Linked DNA regions of Mus musculus: all the other regions are linked to region 1. Evidence: chromatin contacts called from public promoter capture Hi-C data. All regions are on one chromosome and are shown on one strand. The core of a region is the stretch at or near the end of the contact, and the rest is flanking DNA. Distances in the headings are between cores, read along the strand shown.

Region 1 (3,507 bases), core at 668-3,167:
CGGGCCCATTGGCCTAGGTTTTCTCGCCTTCCTCTCTGTTGTCACCTCTTTCTGCTTTCAATGTAGCTGTCACTGGTGTTTCGCCTGAGGAGACTGGAGAAACTCATTCTGTTTAAACTATAACCTGCCAGGAAAGCAAATCATCTGTGGTGAGAGAAAGCAGACCAGTGCTGAGGGGGCAGGAGGGAGGGAGACCTCAACTGGACTAAGGCACAGGGAATTTCTTGTAATTGAGGACATATTCTATGTTTTCATTGTATTCGCATAACAATTCTATCAAAACCTGAAGCATACAAAAGGGTCTGTTTTATTATATCTAACTAGCTTGACCTTGGTAATGTCAACTTAAAACAAACTGCCTATAAATTAAGGGTCTGCTGCCTTGAGCACAGAACAAGAGTTTCAAATCACAATTCCGCCTCAACATAAAACCAGGGCATGACCAATAAATACAAGGAGAGACAGCCTCTCAATGCCTACAGAGCTCTAAGACTGATCGGTTCTTCAGCTGTAGATGACACGTGTCAAAGAAGCAGAAGGCACAAAGTTGATATACAAGAACCTCTACCAAAATATGTGAAGTCTTAGATATCATGGGCACAGATTTGCTCTCCAAACCTCAATATACCTAGGCTTAAGTATAGAAAAGCATTTTGTTTGTTTGTTTGTTTGTTTGTTTGTTTTTAAAGTAGATGCTCTGCTAGACGTTAGGAAATAAAAGCAATTTCTATAGGACAGAAAGAGTCATTCTTTTATATCGCAGAATGCTCCTTGAGAACCTGAGACTAGCTTATCATGTGTGGTGATTTGGGGAGTAATTCAACTCTCCTGTGAGAAGGGATAACATATTGCCAGGTGACAGAAACATAACGTTCACAAGGCTAAGTGAATGAGGGTCTTATAAGAAGGAAACTTGTGTTGGAGGGCAGGGAACATGGTTAGAAAAAGGGTCTTTTTTTCTTCCTCTCTGACTTCTTGCTCCAAATTCCTGCACACGATCTGTTCTATTCCGTGTCTCCTGTGCAGTTCTCATGCCCCCTCTCTGAGTTCCCACATGGCAAATGTCCCCACTTACTTAGCTCTGCAGTGACCATGCTGCAGTGTTGAATAAAAAAATCCACTGGGACAAGAATGAGAGGGGAATGAGGAAGGGACTCAGTGGAGTGTTGGGAGATTAAGGGCGAAGACAAGACAAGATGGGTCTGTGAAGAGATGGAAGTAATAAGAAAAAACCAGATTCGGTTAAAAGTAAAATGACTGTGGGTTCAGGAAAATTTGGGAGAGGAGGGCAGGATTTGTGAGAAAGAACAGGAGAATCAGGTCAGTGGGAACACAAACCAGGAGTCACAAGAAAGAGAGGTTGGAGGTCAACAGGAAATAACTGGCGGTTAAGGTCAGAGGTCTTCAGAAGACAGCAGGCCACAGTAAGACATTACCTGCTTACGAATCTGTTTCGAGGGCATTGCCGCAAGAATAGAAAGCACCTCACACCCTGAAAAACCTACAAAACGCTTCCTCTCCTGGGGAGTAGTTTCTCCTTCTTGACCACACACAGGAAGTGCAGACTCTCTTCCACTTCAATTCCCAGTCACCAGGGTTCTTCGGGGACAGCTGACGTTGTGGGTCCTCGCGCCCTTGTAGAACAGCATCAGCTCCTCCCTGACGCGGTTACCCAGCAACCGACAGGCACCGGGTGCGCAGGCGCACCTAGCGCCCCCTCCGGACACGGGGAGGAGGCGGAACTTGGGCGCGCAGGGATCCTCTGGCCCCGCTAAGCCCCGCCTCCGCAGAGAAAGATAAGTCCGCCCTCCGCGCAAGGAGCTCCCGCAAGTGGGAAGGGCTGGGGCACCCAGACACCGCCTTCTCATGAATAATGCAGGATCCGGGCGGTGTCCCGGACCCGGAAGTGGAGTTGCAGAGTCACCGCAGTGGCTGAGCTGCTGACAGGAGGCGGCGGCGGAGGAGGAGGCGAGGCAAGACCTGCGGCTCCGCGGGGCTACTGCCGCGGTAGCTCTAGGCAACCCCACGGAGCTACGCCGGTCTCAGTCATCCCGCGAGCCTCTCGCCGCCTATCCATCCTTCCATCCGCCTATCCGCCCGACCGGTCCAGGGCGGCCTAGTCTGCATAATCTGCCGGGCTTCTGGGGCCGCCGCCCCGCGCGGTCCCATCGGCGTCCCTGGCCGCGCCCGGCCCCTGGCCCGCTCGCCCGCCGGCACCATGATGGAGGAGATCGACCGGTTCCAGGTGCCCACCGCGCACTCGGAGATGCAGCCGCTGGTGAGGGGGCGGGCGGCGGAGAGGCCAGGGCCGGGAGGGGCGCCGCTGGAGGGGAGGGAAGGAACTAGGCCGTGGGGATTGTGCGAGGGGGCGCCATCTGATAAGGTAGAGGGAGTCCTGAAAACGCTTTGCCGGGGGAGGGAGATTTGCAGAGCGAGAAAACCGTGGGAGATTACCAGCGGTGCGAGCGAAGGACCTGAAAGGGCGGAGGGCACGGTCAGCAGATGCAGAACGCCGTCGGATAGGACCAAGGGAGGCACTCTAGTGCACACCTCTAGTGGAGGGCAATTTAGGAGGATGTCACAGAGCATCTTTGGCAGCAAGCCCGGGGGGTCGGATGAGAAAGGCGTTTAGCTCCCCGAGGCCTGTGATGCTCAGGGCGAGGGAGGAGGCCAGCAGATCAGTCTAAGGAGGAAAGGAAATAGGCCTTTAGAAAAGGAGAGGCCTGCCCGCCGGTCCTTTAGATAAATATAGCAAAGCTGAGCAGGAACCAGGCCTTGATGGGGGCAGAGGTTCATTGCAGAACCTGGGAATTTCCTTCCTCTCGAGAGAGGAGCCCCATTTCGATCTGGGGGCATCGGGAAGGGGAAGAGTTTGCGGTGGCGAGATGGAGACTCAAGGGTGTCCATGGGAAGGTATCTCCAGGATAAGAGGTGGAGCTGTGCTGAAGTGGGCCGTGCCGACCGGTTCGGAATTCGGAAGAGCCCCTATCATCTTAGGCCTACGTGTTTGGAGTCTTTGCTGGGCGGGGATCCTGCCTCCGGTCCGTGGTCCTGGAGTCAGGCAGGAATGATGTCATCGATGCCGGCGCCGAGGGGATGGAAGGGGGAGGGCGATGCCAGTTTATGGAGGCATGGCCTAAAGAAGAAGGTGCCTCCTGGCCATTGCCCTGAGGCTACCTGACTGTCATTGCTGTCAGCATATGGGTAGGAAAGTCAGAGGCCTAGCCAGCTGGCCTAGAGAATAGAGAGGAAAGAATGTAGAGGCCATGTTCATTGCTTAACCCACCTTGGGGCCTGTGCTAGTAAGATCTAAAACGAGGCGTGATAGGCCAGGAACCAATAGGTAATGGATGCCTTGCTCTCTGCTGGAGCCAACCTGTGCTCTCCAACTCCTGAAGCTTGAGGGCTCCCCACGTCTCTTCCCTCTGTGTTAGTCAGGGTGGCCCAGAATAGCTTCTTCCCTTGGGCCTTCGGCTCCCAAACTGACAGGTAGGCTTTGTGGTTTCC
Region 2 (3,507 bases), core at 256-2,755, 1.5 Mb before region 1:
ATAGATTCTCATATTGATTCTTCACTTGTGTTTAGGGCTTTGAGACTTTTTAAAATCCTGCTGGGCAGTGGTGGCGCACGCCTTAAATCCCAGCACTTGGGAGGCAGAGGCAGGCGGATTTCTGAGTTCGAGGCCAGCCTGGTCTACAGAGTGAGTTCCAGGACAGCCAGGGCTACTCAGAGAAACCCTGTCTCGAAAACCAAAAAAATTCTGCTCCTTCGTAGCAGGGAATTCAATCTTAGGGAGCTGGGGTCTTTTTTAGGGAGTTCCTCCTACTCAGTAGAGGTAAGGAGAAAGCATACTAGAGGTCTGTTGTGTACTTGTATTAATTGTAAAACCCAGAGAGGAAGTAGGGGGGGCCCTCTTTTTACAGTCCAGTAATAAACTAATGGTCCTGGGGACTCATAGCATAGGCAAAGCATTGGCTTCTACTTCCTTTGGTTCTGCTGTTTGTTCCCTGTTTCTGTGACCGACAGGGAGAAAAGGCCTGAGTTGGTGACAACCTGTCTGACTTGCTGATAAGTTCAGAAGACAAAGTAGACAAGGCTATCCATTTTCTCAGGTTATCTCGAGAGCACTCCCTGTAAAAAGTGTCTGTGAATGCCCAGTCCTCGCAAAAATTCCGTCCTGGTTATTTACAGAGCTAAGGACAAAGGTTAGGGATGCTGACTATAATGCTGCTTAATTTGGCTGGCTCTGGGCTGGGCCCGGGGCCCTGTGACTCAGGGGGAGCTTGGTGAGTTTCGAGGGAGCTGTGAGTCATGAAGACGAACTTGGTCTCCATCTGACTTTGGGCAGAAGGCCTTCTAACTCACTTCTTAGGATGCTCTGTTTCCTCGGAGCAGAGGCCTGTCAGCAAAGAGTGCTCCAAAGCCTGGTCTCGGAAGGGTTTTGAGAGTCCCTGAAATGTCAGCCTCCTGGGGTCTCTAACAAAGACAAAAAGGGGGTGGGAGAGGATGCCATCTTTCAGTATGGATAGAAATAAGGTACGACTGTAGTAGGTCTTTTTTTCCTGCTCTTGTAGAAAGCTTACTCGATAGCAACCCTTTTACCTGGAGCTGTTTCGGGATGTGGGGGCGAATGGGCTTGGGGATATGTAGGGTTGGGTTTGGTGTGACTTGGAGATTGTTGAGATTTATCTGTGAACACACTGGAGCTTCATATTAATTTACTTCAGAACAGGAAGTGTGGAGGAGAAAGGTTTGTTGAGCCCTGAGAGAATGAAGTCTGAATGGGGTTAAATGACAGGGCAGAGAATTGCTTAGGACTTGGACAGAAAAAGGGTTAAGGAGGTGGGCGGAGCGACATTGGGTAGGCCTGCCCTTATGTGGACCAATAGGCGTGCGCTCCTTGAAGAGGGCGTGACTCACGCTTGAGGTTGCTGAGAGGCTGGCCTCCACTGGGCCAATGAACATAGTTGTTGCCCATAGAGGGTGTGGTCTGAGGGGGGCGTGGCAGCCGTGGTCGCAGTGCTGGGGGTGGCTGGGCGCTGGGCGGGGCGGGCGGCCCCATCAGCTGGTAGGAAATGGCCTGTGAGTCAGAGGGGCAGCTGAGTCTGCGGCGCGGAGCCGGGGCGGCCCCGGGGAGGGACCGTCGCAGGGAGGGGTGCAACAGCAGCTAGAGGGGCTGCGGACGCCAGAGCCCGCTAGTGTTGCACACGAAGCTGATCAGGGAAGGGCCAAGCAGAGCAAGGCTCTCAGCCTAAGCCACCCTTTGTCTGGGTTGGGGGCCCGTAGTAGGGGGGACTGGTTATCCGAGGGGAGGGACCGGGACGGGGACGGGACCGGGACGGAAGGGCCCGGAGCAGCGGCCACCGCGGCGGAGCCAATTTGGGAGCGGGGTGAGTGTGTACTAGGTGGAAGGATCAGATCTCCAAAACCTCTGCAGGGTATGGGGCCTGTCCCAGACTGTGAAGAAGGGATGAGAACCGACCTGGGAGGCTAAGCAGGGGGTGGGAGGAATCGTCCAGAACAAGGAGTCCAGGAGTCAAGGTGAGTCTCCCCGTCTGAGTTTGGAGGGGTTTCTGAGGTCTGCTCCCTCTCTATTAAAGGTGAAGGGCTCTAGGCCAGAGTGAGAGCGAGTGTGAAAGCAGAGATTAACCTTTCTACTCAGAACAGTGGTCTTGGGAACAGTCACCCTAGCGTGTGTAGACTTGTGTGAGGACAAAATGTACAGCAGTGAGCAGCAGGACTCTGCCCAGGATAAGAGTGGAAAACACATGGGTAGGAATTCTTACCCTAACCTTCCTTAGGGTAAAAATGGGTGTCTTGAGAGTGAAGGGAAGGATAGAATGAGCCTAGGTGTTCTTCTTGTACCACAACCTCTCCCACCTCCCAGGTCTAACAAGTATCTGAGGGTACAGACCTCATGGTATTCTGGGACTTGTTGTTTTTGCTGGCCTTGCTCTCGGCATGTTGGGAGCTGTAGTCCTTGGCAGCCACAGTCTGGCACAGCTGTTTAATGCCAGCTGCTGCCCATCCCCAGCATGGAGGGCGAGGTTTGGCTTATACTGGCTTGTCCCTTCTCCCGGCAGTCCTACCCCATGAGTCAGCTTGAAGCTGGGTGGCAGAGGAGTGAGTCTTCGAGCGTCTCTGGGCAGGGAGGGAACTAATAGGACTCTGGATTAATGAGCAGATGCCAGCATGCTGGGGTCAAGTAGGGCATCATGTCATCACCTGGCTTCCTCGAGGCAAGGGCTCAGGAGGGCAACTGAGATGACCTGGAAATTGGGGTGCTCAGGAAAACGCCCTTCTTGAACTTTAAAGCTTGGGTGGAGACTAGGAGGGGAAGAAAGGAGAACAGGTCATACTCTCACGACACTGCTACTACTGGCGTTCTCCGCTTTCTAGCCATCTCACCCACATGAAGGACTGGAATGTTCTTAGGGTCTCATTCGGAAGGGGGCCTGGTGAAATGGCAAGGTGTGGTCTGAAAGGAAGGCAATGGCTGATGTAGGAGAGTCCCTACGTGTAAATGTCCCCCCTCTCTCCGTCTCCTGCCACCACATGAACTGCTGCAGTTCCCCATGTACAATTAATCTCTCCACTCTTCACCCATACAGTGTGTCTCTACACTGTCAGGCTGCTGACCAGATCACTGGTGCTAGCTCGGATTTAGGCTTTTTTTTTTTTTTTTTTTTTTTTTTTTTTTGAATCTTGATGTGTGTTTCTCCTGAGCTTGAAGTTGGGCTGGGGAAGAAACACAGTCCTGTCCTCGGGCCTGACATAATCAGAAGTGAACAGCAGTGTCATCGGGTTTCAGAAAGTAGTTAGTGATTTGCCTGTCTCTGCCTCCAGAGTGTGTGGACTAAAAGATGTGTGCCACCACTCCCCTCAACTTGTTTGTTGGTTTTGTGTTTTGTCTGAGGTAGGATGTCTCATAACCTCATCTGACCTTAACTGTCTGGTGTAGTGGGAAGTCTGGCTGTAACCTGGTTTTTGTTTGTTTGATTTTGACAGAGGACCTCTCAACATGTAGCTAGACTGGTCTAGATCCTCCTGCCTCAGC
Region 3 (3,507 bases), core at 452-2,951, 1.4 Mb before region 1:
GTTTGTAGTCCTTCAATATCTCTTCCCCACCACAGCCAGCTTCCTCTCCGGCACCCACCTGCTAGCTGCTCTAGACCCATAATTCTCTTGCCTCTACAGACACAGGGCAAACTCTCAGGACCTGCCTCCTTTCCCTCCTTCTTTCCACCCTCCTTCCCTCTCCCTCCCCACAAGCCACGTGGTAGGATGACAAAGGAGCCCCAAGGCATGGCTCTGCCTTTGATGAAGAATGAGTATGTCAAGGTAGAGCTAGGGATGAAAGAAAAAATGAGGACAGATAGCAAGAGGGACCATCAAGTACAGGGAGGAGACAGGGTCTGACGGACAGGGATGAGAGATGACAAAAGGAAAAGGCTGAAGTGGACCACACGTTACTGATGGGTTGGGAGGGAGAACCTAAGAGCTGAAATATTGGAGATATTCGTGGAAACATGAGTTTGAGAGAGAGATGAATGACATGGGGTACAATTCATTCAAAAGTACAGGTGAGGTCAAGGGGACTCATGCACATACCGGGGGGAGATGAGGATGACAGGGAGGAAGGAAGGAGGCAATGCAGGGAATGGCTGATGTGGAGAATCTGACTTGGCATGGGTATGAGCGCCCTTCTCAGGAGGGACTTACCGAAACTTTACAAACCCATTCAGCGTCCACGCTCGAAGTTTTAAGGGCTCCAGCTGAATTTTAAACATCAAGCTGGCTAAGAAGTCTTCTCCCCAGAAGTGTGGGAAGCTCCGGAAAGCTCCTCGAGCCTGCAGTGGGGGTGCTGCTGGGGGTGGGCAGGACAGCACTGTGCGCTTAAACATGCCCAGCCAAGCCCCTCACCTCTGATCGCTCCACCGGAGCCTGCTTGGGACGCTGTAGCTCTGGAAGCCACCTCCTCAGATTCCCAGAGGCCGTGACCCAGCAAGGCCTGTATCGTGCCCAGGGAGCTGGACCCGGTCCCCAGGTGTAGAGTGCAGAGAGAGGATCCAGTGGCCACCTGCTCTCAGGTGCAGCAGTGTCTGGCTGAATGATGTGAGCGCCTGTTCGGCTGTGTGACAGTGAGGCTGGCAGTGACAGTGTGTAGTTGTTGAGTGGCAGCGTGTGTACCTGTGACAGGTGTGATAGTGAGGGCCTGAGAGTCAGTGAGCTCCTCTCGCCTCTCTGGGGAGGACCCAAGCCCAATCCCCAAGAACCTACTCAATGAAGTCACTGACGGGGAGTCTCCTCCCCCGCAGATGGGCGGGGAGGGGCGGGGCAGAGCCGAGCCTGGCCCGGACAAAAGGCGCGGCAGGGAGAGGAAGGAAGGGGGTTCGCGCGGGGGAGGGGGGTCGGTGATGTCACCCCAGCTGGCTGGCTGGCCTGCTCAGAAACGCCTCCGCCCGGCGCAACCCAATCCGACCCGACCCAACCCGACCCTTGTCGCAGATACCCAGCACCTGGCAGACCCCGAGCTCCCAGGCCCCTCACCCCTACGACAGAGGAGACTATGGGCCCACGGTGTCCCAACCCCCCATACCAGGACCTCTCTTCTCGACGCCCCACTCCCGGGACCCCCGAGTCCTCGCTCAGCGCCCTCACCGGTGAGGAGCTGCGGGCGCCGCCGCGGTCCTTCTATCAGCCGCTGCCCCCTCCCCCGGCTCCGGCTCCGCCGCCTCCACTCGGGACAGGAGTCGCCTGCCCGCCGGCCGCAGACAGCGGGACCGGGAGCCCGCCCCCACGGCTCCGCCTCCGCGCTTCCCATTGCCCGGTCTATCCGTCACTCAGCTCAGACTCTTCTGTGATTGGATACCTCTCAACGAGCGTCCGGGTGATAGCCACCTCTTCTCCGCCCCTGTCACCCGGCCACACGCGCACACATTCCGGGCAGTGATTGGTGTGGGTGTGATTGGTGCCCTCTGGGATCAATCAACCACACCTCTTCTCCATCTCGTCGTGTTATTGGTGAAAAGAACATAGGGAGGCAACTCCAGGCGCCCTTTGATTTTATTGGCTGGTCCCTGTGATTTCGACCCAAGCCAGTGTGGGCAACTATATTAGTCCAGTCTCCAGTATGAGAAGGTGAGACATTCTAGCCACCGCCTGAGTCCAGGGAGAACCTTCTGGAACGAGTGCAACCTCAAAGACAACCTATTAGGAAAGCTGCACTCATCAGTTGTTGGTGACACCAGGCATTCTTTCGAGTCGAAGGAGAGGCAAAGGCTCTGGATCAGTATCCAAAGCTCATCCCTTCTTACTCGTCTTCTATCAGATTGTGATCCAACTTGACCTGGCCTGGTTTAGCTTTCCCTTGTCTTGACCTGGGATTGACCTGCCATGGTTTAACTGTAACACAAAACAGAGCCGGATAGAGCTGAGATTCTAAGTGCCCCTGTGATTATCCTCTGCGCTAGTAACTGGTAACACCTTCCTGAGTCTCTGTCCAGATGCCCTCCATCTTCAGTCCTTTCACAGCGGCTCGCTTAGGAGCAGTGGCTTCTCAGCCACTTGGAGTCCACAGTGTCCAGTTCAACCTCGTTATAAACTAACCTTCCATCTTCTCCTCGCTGCCCGCCCCCCCCCCCCGTCCTTTTTCTTACCCCCTGTGATACCTGGTCTTCCCTCACACCAAATTTCTGCCCTGTTCTGTATCTTTTTACTTCCCCCTCCATCTCCCGCCTTTTGTCTTAATTCTTAATTCAATTCCCTGCTTCCATAGTCTGCAATCTCATAGCTCATAGTTCCCCCTTTAATCTTTTACCTCAGCTTTTCATGATCCTCTTTCTTAGCACCCTCATGCACTGTCATCTCTGGCCCCCCAGCCCCCTAGTAAATCATTAAATCTCAGCCCCAGTGTCCCCGATACTCGGAGCAGGCGGGCCTGCGGAGGCGGTCGCCAGCGGAAGCCGCCGCTCCAGCAGACACCGAGCTTGGCGCCCACGTTACTGTCTCCCAGGCCCATCTGTGCTGGAGGGAGCGGGGGGGGGGGGTGGATGGGGGTAATCTGGGGGTGAAGAGGGGGAGGGGGTTCTTGGGAGATTTGGTGACAAAGGCTTGAGAAAATTCTCTCACCTTATTCTTCGCCAGTTCTCAGGACCGGATTTAGATATCTATGAGGCCATGAAGAGCAGTTGGAACTGTAAACTGAGGCTTGGAGTACCTAGGCCCCAGAATAGGGCAGGAAAGGGGACTGGGTCTTTGGGGGTGGGGGGCAAGTTCTGCATATTCTTAACAACCCTTCTTTTCCCATTGTTCCACATGAACTCCCAAGTGCAAAGGAATTTGAGTTTAAAATAGAAAAAGGAGCTAGGGTGAAAAGAGGAGTTGGGCAGAGGGGCAAGGAAGGGGGTGTGGAGCCCGCAGTATGAGGACTGAACAGGTATCTGGTTGAAGGAGATGGGATGGGAACTGGATAAGGGGGCCGTAAGATGCGGGTGGGAGGCAAAGACAACTGGGCAGGTGAGAGGAAGGGGAGATGGGTCAGGGGGAGACTGGAGGAGCAATAGAATGGCAGGACAGAGAAACCAGATGAGGCAGAGGGAGAAG
Region 4 (3,507 bases), core at 640-3,139, 1.3 Mb after region 1:
TAATCTGTTGGTTAACAGGTAAATATTTAAACTGTGGTATAACACCTGCAATAGGTTATTATTCAGGAACAACAAAGAATATGCTACTAAGTTCTCCTCATACCTCAACCCCTGGATAGTGATGTTGAGTAACAGGAACAGGACAAAATCAAGTTAAATCTGTGATCCCATTTATAGAAAGTTCTACAAGAACACGGACTCTTTAATAGTGATGGAAAGCAGATCAATGGTTGGTGAGAAAGCAGAGAGGGGAGGGGGAAACTGGCCACAAGGCATAGTGTACAAATTGACATGAGAAATGATTTTTTTTTTCTTACCAGATTTCAAGATAAGTTGTTTTTCAAGGCCATCCAATGGCTGGAGAGATGGCTCAGCGGTTAAGAACACCCAACTGCTCTTCCAGAGGTCTTGAATTCAAATCCCAGGAACCACATGGTGGCTCACAATGATCTATAATGGGATCCAATGCCCTCTTCTGGTGTGTCTGAAGACAGCGACAGTGTACTCATACACACAAAATAAATAAAATCTTTAAAAAAATCATCCAAAAATCAAAAACGAGATTTTTTAATAAAGTATTTTGACTTGGTTATGTGTGACGTGTTTTATATTTTAAAAATCATTCAATTCATACTTACTGATGCTGAAATGTTTTCATCTTTGACCAGAGAAACCTGCTAATCAAGTTGCTTACTGGTCTTAGAAACTTCCCCAGTTCTGGTTCGCTAGAGAGAGCCTTATAAATCATATTCTTCTCTGCTGGAGAACACTCAGGTTCCAGAAGCCCCACCATGTAGCTAGATTCTCCTAATTCAGTCTTCTGACGGAGCAGTAAGTGTTCTTAACCGCTAAGCCACCTCCAAACTCCCTAGTTCCTACTTTTGTGTCTATCCTATCTTCCCTATATAATATTGGTGGTGGTGTTTGAAGCAGTAGTTAGGTTGGGCATACTGGTGTACTTCATCTAGCTCATGAGTAGTGGAGGCAGGGGAATTCGGAGTTTAAGTCCAGTCTCCCTAAATAGCAATTTCAAAGCCAACATGAGATCTTGTCTCCAAAACCAAATACAAATAACAAAATTATTTTCATTTATTACTCTAAAATTTTCAGAGCATGTATATATATTTAGTATCACTACTACTCTCCCTGCTTTTGGATAAAAGGTAGCATACTTGGTGTAGTTGGTTTTATTTACTTATTTATTTTTTTAACTTATCAATAGATTGTAGAAGTTACTCCAGTTATGAATAGAAGGCTCATTTATGGCAGTAGCATACCAATGCTTTACAGTACTATAAGCTTTCCCACTAATCCTCTATTCTGAAATCTGGGAGGTGATTTTTCAATGTTTTGCTATTACATATCGTGTTGTGACGAATATTCGTGCACACCCCTACAAATTTTTACTGCCATACCTTTGGGATGTCTTACAAAGTGGGCCGGCAGAATCAAAGAGTGAGCGAGCCTATGGAAGCCTCCCAAATAAGGTGCTCTTTATTTCTGCAGTACAGAGAGGGAAGAAAACCGAGATAGGCGCTCAAGATTACTTAGCGGGTTACGAAAGAGGTGGGAGCCAAATTCGGACGCAAGTGTCTCTCGGTCAAGAAGAGAATTCAAGGGGGCGAGGCAGAGGTTCGCTAAACCATCGTCCTTGTTCTTCCGGTCCCCTCCCCTACAAGTTCTTTCTCTGAACCCTAGCCCCAGGACTTCTCACACTTTCCAACACCGCCCACTTAGTTCTTAACTCAGGGACCTTCCTGAGCTCATACTTAACCCAGGTTGTTAAAACCCAGGGTCCAAGAGAGGGCTTTGCGCATGAGCAGAGCCTGCTTTCCGCGAAGGAGTCGGCCCGCCCCCAGAGGCGGGGCTGGTGTGGCGTCATCACTCCGCGCCGCTTCCAGGCGCCTCAAGGTCGCTTTGCGGAGCGGGAGGGGCAGGTCAGTGACCGGTCCTGTGTAGGCTCGTCGGCAACATGTCAGGGTACACGCCGGATGAGAAGCTGCGGCTGCAGCAGCTGCGGGAGCTAAGGAGACGATGGCTGAAGGACCAGGAGCTGAGTCCCCGGGAGCCCGTGTTGCCCCCGCGCAGGATGTGGCCCCTGGAGCGATTCTGGGATAACTTTTTGCGGGACGGGGCCGTGTGGAAGAACATGGTGAGTGATGAGCCACACGGGTGTCCGGGTTCCCACCCCGGGTCGCAGCCTGGCCAAGCCTCCCAGCCCACTCCTCTCAGTTCCATCAAGGCCCAACCCTGTCCAGAGCCCGCATACCCGGGAGGGCCCCAAGGGACAATCAGTCCAGGGGCTCAGGTTTAGCGGAGACGCTGTCAGGTCGCTATTGTTCAGGGCTGGGGTCTGGAGTCCAGGAGCAGGTGGCTGTCAGGTGTACTGAGAAGTCGGGTCTTAGGTTTTACAAGACGCTCGCCGCACATGCAGTTCTTTCGAGTGTAGATACCTTTTCTCGGGTTAAACTGGTCAGAATTAACTGAGATCACAGGCTGTGATTTCAGTATTTGAGAACACTTACGCGGTGGGTAGGGTTGAGGTGCCAGAGACTGGCCAGCTGGTATAGTACAGCCCCATGGGGTCGCAACAGAAGACAGGGTTCTATTTGGTATGCTTTGTCAGACTCTAAAGCTCCCTTTCTACGCATCACTGTGTACGTTTAACACACTTTTAGTTACTTTTAAATTGCATTCCATGACCTCCAGGCAGAAAAACCGTTCACTCAAGGACTGCTTTTTATTGTAAGGATTCCAGATATTTTCTTGGAGACTGCTATTAAATCACATCAATGATGAGTAGCGAACATTGTGTGGGAATTGCTTTCAGCTCCTTCCAGTAATTGTGGTAGAAGTAGAAGTAGTAGTTGTACAAAGTCTTGGTTGGTTGGTTGGTTTCTTGAACAACAATGCCTTATGTCTTGCAGAATGGTGCTTATTCTGTCTTAGAATCTATGGATATTCTATAGGAAGCCTCAGAGTTAGTGAAAATACTGAAATTGGTAGGTCAGCCCCAATCTGTCAGGAAATATGTTCCATTTAGAAATTTGTAAAATAATTATCACACATAGTTGGTAGTGGTGGAATGTTTTTGTTTGGTTAGTTGGTTTGGTTTTTGTTCCACACACATTGAAAAATAAGGTAGCTCATGCTAGGGAGAGTAAGCAGCGCATGTTGGTAATCACAGCAGCTCCAGAGGCTGAGGCAGGAGGATAGCCGAGGATCTCTGCAGAGGGAGGCGGGCCAGCCTTGGCTAACGCTTGGGACCCTGTCTCAAGTGAGGGGTGGGGTGAGGCTGGAGAGGTGACTGCTTCAGACCACTTGGCTCTTTCAGAGGACCCAGTTTTGGTTCCCAGCATGCACATGGTGGCTCAAAACTGTCTGTAACTCTAGTTCCAGGGCATCTGATGCTTTCTTCTGTCTGAGCTCTGAGGGCGCCAGGCATACTCCTGGTACACATACATATATGCAGACAGAACACTTACATGCATAAAGTAAATAAATCTA

What was found. Promoter capture Hi-C pulls out the DNA fragments that hold promoters and counts their contacts. Capture Hi-C pulls out chosen DNA fragments and counts their contacts.
Region 2: a contact with region 1 is called in a promoter capture Hi-C map of liver, with 3 times the contacts expected there. The contact joins the promoter of Fam214b here to the promoter of Fam219a in region 1. A contact is called at or near these places in 1 of 39 promoter capture datasets (embryonic stem cells), 1 of 484 Hi-C or Micro-C datasets (muscle stem cells), 2 of 115 datasets of contacts at active chromatin or transcription factors (embryonic stem cells and pancreatic cancer cells) and 3 of 9 other capture datasets (adipose tissue, embryonic stem cells and liver).
Region 3: a contact with region 1 is called in a promoter capture Hi-C map of embryonic stem cells, with 8 times the contacts expected there. The contact joins the promoter of Dnajb5 here to the promoter of Fam219a in region 1. A contact is called at or near these places in 6 of 39 promoter capture datasets (HPC-7-derived erythroid cells, embryonic stem cells, pre-B cells and 2 more), 2 of 484 Hi-C or Micro-C datasets (embryonic stem cells and regulatory T cells), 5 of 115 datasets of contacts at active chromatin or transcription factors (astrocytes, embryonic stem cells, epiblast stem cells and 1 more) and 2 of 9 other capture datasets (embryonic stem cells and liver).
Region 4: a contact with region 1 is called in a promoter capture Hi-C map of liver, with 5 times the contacts expected there. The contact joins the promoter of Ndufb6 here to the promoter of Fam219a in region 1. A contact is called at or near these places in 1 of 39 promoter capture datasets (pre-B cells), 1 of 484 Hi-C or Micro-C datasets (B cells) and 1 of 9 other capture datasets (liver).

The regions. Positions count from the first base shown.
Region 1 is chr4:41,567,948-41,571,454 of GRCm38.p6, reverse strand. It overlaps Fam219a (family with sequence similarity 219, member A), which reads left to right and starts at 1,917. Exons shown (of 6, transcript NM_001159583.2): 1 at 1,917-2,278. The coding sequence starts at 2,219. Dnaic1 (dynein, axonemal, intermediate chain 1) reads right to left here and starts at 1,661. Exons shown (of 20, transcript NM_175138.4): 1 at 1,437-1,661. The coding sequence starts at 1,463.
Region 2 is chr4:43,038,299-43,041,805 of GRCm38.p6, reverse strand. It overlaps Fam214b (family with sequence similarity 214, member B), which reads left to right and starts at 1,505. Exons shown (of 9, transcript NM_001253353.1): 1 at 1,505-1,840.
Region 3 is chr4:42,948,061-42,951,567 of GRCm38.p6, reverse strand. It overlaps Dnajb5 (DnaJ heat shock protein family (Hsp40) member B5), which reads right to left and starts at 1,701. Exons shown (of 5, transcript NM_001355438.1): 1 at 1,564-1,701; 2 at 625-1,092. The coding sequence starts at 806.
Region 4 is chr4:40,277,803-40,281,309 of GRCm38.p6, reverse strand. Ndufb6 (NADH:ubiquinone oxidoreductase subunit B6) reads left to right here and starts at 1,889. Exons shown (of 4, transcript NM_001033305.3): 1 at 1,889-2,152. The coding sequence starts at 1,973.